Linked DNA regions of Mus musculus: region 1 is linked to region 2. Evidence: chromatin contacts called from public HiChIP or PLAC-seq data. All regions are on one chromosome and are shown on one strand. Each heading gives the region's core, a stretch centred on a gene start, on an enhancer-like site or on the middle of the called end of the contact. The rest is flanking DNA. Distances are from core to core; before and after follow the strand shown.

Region 1 (2,700 bases), core at 61-2,560, 340 kb after region 2:
CACTCCCACATTATTTTTTCCTCATACTTTGGTTTCAACAGTTTAACAGAAGGCAGCCACTACACAGGGTTCTTCTCCTCCCTGAATAATGAGCTCAGAGAACACCCTGGAAAGATCAGGGTTCACAATGCCCCTGAAGGGTTTCCAAGAACTAGCCCTCCACGACTGGCTGGAACATCACAGCGATTACCCTTGCAGGAGATGTATATAATAAAAATTGAATGCTGTAGCATGAACTTCATACATACTTGTCTTCTTGGTTTGTTCGTCAGAAATAATTATCTGTGCTTGCTTTCACGAGAGCACATATTTTATAGGGTACATTAAAATTTAATGGATTTTTAATAATATTGTAACTACTGCAAGAGAAAAAGTGGAAAAGACCACACCGCATATCTTTGTTGCGTTTTTTGATGGTTTGGCTTCAGGACCAACCGCCAACGAAGAGCTAATTTGGTGGGGAAGGGAAGGCAGCGGAGGGTAAAAGAGACCCTGTTGGGGTAGATGTCAAGACTCTGGGGTTGACTTCTAGCCTGGGGAAACTGGGTTGACTGACAGGAAATCAAGGAGGGCAGGGGACTCCTATATGACAGATCCTGCCTTGATCTTGGGCAAGTAGGGAATCCTGACCAGACATAAAGGGAGCTAGTGCCAGAGAGCCATAAGGAAGATATCTCAACCATGGGAAATCACTTGTGGGGGCCTCAGCCAAGAGGATATGACTCTAGAGCTAGAAAAGATCTGCAATACTCAGAACAGACAACAAGCTGACGCCCGTTCTACATTGCACAGAATTTCACAATGAAAAGGTTTGGGCCAGGTTAAAAACAAAGTCGATGAAAAGGGTCTGCCCTTCAAAAACCTGCTGGGTTTCAAATTTCGTGTGTTTAGCCACTTCTGAAAACCATTCATTCTTTTGATTCACCCCAGGTTTTTATTTTGCAACAGATCACAGGTTGAAACAAGCATGGTGGTGGTATGCCTGTGGACCTAGCACTTAGAAGGTCTAGGAAAGGAAGATTAAGAGTTCAAGGCCAAAACTAGACAATAATCTGATCTACATGAGATTCTATTTCTAATAATAATAATAATAAATACAATTTAAAAACCCACCACTGTATTAGCTTCATTCTCACAATGGGCTGCAAACTCACATATGTGAGCTGCTTACAGCACAGTATCCTCTGGTCCAGAGACCACAATGAGGTGGATCTCCTGGTGTCTTGTGGGAGCCGCCTATACAAGTGACCAGAACTATTGGCCAGGGTCTCCAGATGTGTCACCAGAATGGAGAACAATAATCAGTTTCTGGCCAAGAAAAGGAGCACGTGGTACCCTACAACCAATTAGATGTCCATGGCTGGCTGACTCATCCACTCTGTCAATGCACTGCCAAAAATAACACCTTGCCAGAATGACATTTCCTAATCTTTGAAAAGTAATATCCAAATTAAAATGGGGAGGAGGGCTTAAATGGTAAACGATGACTGTGATTTATCTCCTACTGCCACATCTTGCTTGGGCACATTTTTCCATGACATCAGTCTGGGCCACAAGCAGGATTAACAATGACAATGTCGACTGGAGAATGAGATGGATTCGGAGCTCATTAGCCCAGAGCTGAGATCATCTTCTGCCTTTTGGCAGGGCTGATACACTGAGCATGTACATACCTGCTCAGAGCCTTGCTCACTTCCCTCAGCTGTGATGACGGGCCCAAGAACACCTACCTTGAAGGGGTGCTGCAAGAATTACATATTTATAGATCAATACAAGCAATCAGCTAAGTACCTAAGCACATAGAAGACATGCAATTAAACACGGCTGTTACAGGCCTAGAGGTGTAGCTCAGTGGTGAAGCACCTGCCTGGCATATTCAAGACCCTGGGTTCAGTACCCAGCACCACAGAAGAAAAACATGGGTGGGGCAGAGGGAGACAGTTGATGTTTTAAAAATCTGGTATGGGCTACGTTGACAGCTAAGTCAGCCAGGGGCTTGCTTGCCTCACAAACAGAGAAGGACCCCCAGTCTGGATTCCCAGCACCCATACAAAAAAGCTGGTGTAGTAGTACATGCCTACAATCCCAGCTCCCAAGAGATACAGGAAGATCTAAGGAGACCTGTCCCTCCAACGAATCAGCAAGCTCCAGGATAAGTAAGAGAAGTGTTGAAGACAGAGCAAGGCACATGACTTTAATCTCTGGTCTCCACATGCACACATGCATACATATGCCTATGCACATACAACCAATGTATAAAGATGCAAATGCTAGACACCCAAAGTAAAGTGAAAACTGAGGTATATATTCAATATCAACCTCTGGCCTTCACACATGCACACAAGCACCTGATCAGGTACATAAAAACACAAAAGAAACTGCCTGGCATACATTACAATTTTGAACTGTATGCACTAGCAAAATACTAATGTTAAATAGTATTACTATTTAATATCCAACTGTTGACTAGTAAGTTAGTGTGCATACTTAAGGCCCAGGAGACTGAACACTGCCTATGGTCCGTCCTCTACGTGCCATTTCACCAAACTGATGGTGTTGGTTAATTCATCTCAGTGCCTATTTTATGTGTTTTGAGGAAGGGGGAAGCAACAAGAGAGAATGGAAAAGAGGAAAAAGGGAGACAGGAAGACCAATACCAGTCTAGAAAGTCCTGTGGATCTGAGCCTGTCTCTTATTGAT
Region 2 (2,700 bases), core at 134-2,633:
ACACAAAGACATCGCTTCCCCTCTGATTTAAAAATATGTTCTTCATTTCCTGCTGCGGTCTCATGCATCCTCTGGGGTGGGGGTGGGAGGAAGCCTCAAAGTGCCAAAGGAAATTCACGGGCTGTGAAGTCGCCTGAGGCCTCACAGGGAGGCAGGAGGCCTGTGGGATGCTGTCAGGGTGTGTGTGGAGGGCAGGGAAAGGGAGCTGTCCGGGGTCTGACTGGCTCTGTTTAGGCAGCCACTTGAGGGGTGATTTATAATATTGGCTCTTCTGTCTTCCTTTGACATACCCCGTACTCACTCCCTAGGGAACGGGGACTGTTTTGGGCATTTCCCAGAGGGAAAACTTGAACCCCTAGAACCAAAGGCCCCAAGTCACAAGGGACGTTTGAGGTTAGTACCAAGAACTGGTAAAGATTTCTGAATTCCAGAATTCTCCTGATCGGATGCTCACTAGCAGAGCCTGGTGGTTAACAGACATGCCCGAGTCCCAGACTGTTCAGGGACGGTCTTCTGTCCACAGAGCTCAGTTTCATACGCCCTATTTTATCATGTCAAGCTGAGGCAGAGTAGAAACCAAAGGAAGGAAGGGAGGAAAGGAGGAAGGGAGGGAGGGAGGGAGGGAGGGAGGAAAGAAGGAAGGAAGGAAGGAAGTAAGGAAGGAAGGAAGGAAGGAAGAAAAAAGGCCAAGGGCAGGTCATTAGATGTCATTCATGATAGAGCCTGGCACAGTGATGCCCAGTCTCCCCGAAGCCTTTGCTTGCAGACCTTTTAAGAGCCTGTTACCCCCACTCCCACAGACCCACCTGTCCACTGTTTTGAGCAGTGTCTCCCAACATCTGCACTGCGAGGCTCCTGAGAGACAGACAGGGGAGCCAAGTTGTCACGGGGATGTTTCGTTTTCCCTGAAACTGAGAAGCCCTCAGGGAGGGTAAAGCCTTGGGTTGGTTTGTTCTCTATAGATTAGAAGCAGGTGGAAAGAAATTAGCCATCTTATCCTCACTTCTGGAATGTTCTTATTAGCCCAGTCAACAAGGGACTCATTAAAAACAAAAGCCCCAAACAAACAAGAAACCCAAACTCCAACTAAAACAGAGAGAAACAAAAAAGAAAGCTAAAACTGCTAAGGAAAGGAAGGAAAAAAAATAAAGTCAGGTCTTTAAATAAACCAGCTCCTCCCCCTGGGTCAGACCAGCTCCTCCCCCTGGGTCAGACCAGCTCCTCCCTCTGGGTCAGACCAGCTCCTCCCCCTGGGTCAGACCAGCTCCTCCCCCTGGGTCAGACCAGCTCCTCCCCCTGGGTCAGACCAGCTCCTCCCCCTGGGTCAGACCAGCTCCTCCCCCTGGGTCAGACCAGCTCCTCCCCCTGGGTCAGTCACAGCAATTCCCAGGCTCACTATTTAGGAGCACTGGAAAGTTACAGCTTCCTCAACACAGGCAGACTGGACCGTCTCTTGCGATTCTTAAAAAAAAAAAAAAAAAAAAAAGCTCTCGATGCAGTCCCTGATAAAATTAACTAGGGGTGTGTCAGGTTGCTCCCTCTTGCATCAGTATTGTCCCTAAGGAACCTTCCTTGTGACCACGAAGTCCGTCCTGCCCCACCAGCATGGTGACCCGGACCTTTGCTCTTTGAGGGACGCCGGACGCCTCCCTCAAGTCTGAGGGGTTAGAACTTTAGAGTTTCTATGGAGCAGGGACAAGTTCAGGGCTCAGGGACGGGCTGTGCATGAGGCTCTCTGATCCACCCCCTAACCCGCATGGGCCCGAGCTCGTCAGAAAGTGAGACGCCAGCTTGCATGAATCACGAATGAGCTCACGGGCTCAGACTCTGAAAAGTAAGCTGGCTAAGTGGGTGAAGGACCATAAAAACACCTCGCATCATTCTTGACCCGGGAATCCCACTCGCATAAGCAAATTGCTTGGAACACAGAAGGAAGCCTTGTCCTCTGGCTTTATTTATATAGCGAGAGCAGAGGCTGTGAAGAACAAAGGCGCTTGGAGCACCAGGCTGTCAGTACAGGCTAATGCTAGACTTTCTTTTGTTTGTTAGCAGGGCTGTTGAGCCTACGTAATTTCCTAATTTCGTTAAGTAAGCATGGGTCGAGCACTTCCATAGCTAGAATCAGGTTTCATGTGGCTGTGAATACATCTGAGACAGAGACATAGAAGTCCCTCCAAAGTTACTGTCCAACTGCTCCTGTAAACAAGAACCTTGCCTTCAAGACTGGGGAGGTAGCTCAGAAGTAGAGCACTTGCCTACCACGTGTGCAGAACAACCTAGATTCCGAACACCAAGCACCACAAAAACAAATTACTTCCAACTTTGTGGCTTGAACAGCAGACATGTATTATCTTAATGGCTTTGTAGGTTAGAGGTGAGGAAGGGTTCTTTCTCACTGGGCTAAAATCAGGGTGTTGACAGGCCCACTATATGTTCTAAGGGACAATCAATTTCTTTGTCCTTTTAAGCTTCTAGCATCCCTTGACTTGTGGCCTCACTTTCTTTCCACTTCCAAATCCTGTAAGGGCAAGCCAGACTCTTCTCATATACACCACTTGGGTCTTCTTCCATAGTCACACTTCCCTCTGACTCTCCTGCCCACCTTTTCAGGACCCACGTGCTGGTAACTCTGGGCTCAGCAAATCCAATCTGCCCATTTTATTAAGGTCGGTGGATAGGCAGCCATCATTCCCTCTGCAA

The links. HiChIP or PLAC-seq counts read pairs in DNA pulled down with a chosen protein or histone mark.
Region 1: an HNF4G HiChIP or PLAC-seq map of pancreatic cancer cells shows a contact between it and region 2. The contact joins two enhancer-like sites. A contact is called at or near these places in 1 of 484 Hi-C or Micro-C datasets (nephron progenitors) and 8 of 115 datasets of contacts at active chromatin or transcription factors (T-cell acute lymphoblastic leukemia, bone marrow-derived macrophages, differentiating embryonic stem cells and 5 more).

Annotation. Positions count from the first base shown.
Region 1 is chr11:88,569,486-88,572,185 of GRCm38.p6, forward strand. The region is part of intron 6 of Msi2 (musashi RNA-binding protein 2); the gene reads right to left. Among named protein-coding and RNA genes, the nearest start is that of 0610039H22Rik, 48 kb to the right of the region's middle. Within about 2 kb of position 1,311, at least 26 of the 459 cell types and tissues checked have an H3K27ac peak or open chromatin away from gene starts, as enhancers often do. A contact at or near this core is called in pancreatic cancer cells, where this site is marked.
Region 2 is chr11:88,234,113-88,236,812 of GRCm38.p6, forward strand. The region is part of intron 1 of Gm38534 (a long non-coding RNA gene); the gene reads left to right. Among named protein-coding and RNA genes, the nearest start is that of Gm38534, 4.5 kb to the left of the region's middle. Within about 2 kb of position 1,384, at least 249 of the 459 cell types and tissues checked have an H3K27ac peak or open chromatin away from gene starts, as enhancers often do. A contact at or near this core is called in pancreatic cancer cells, where this site is marked.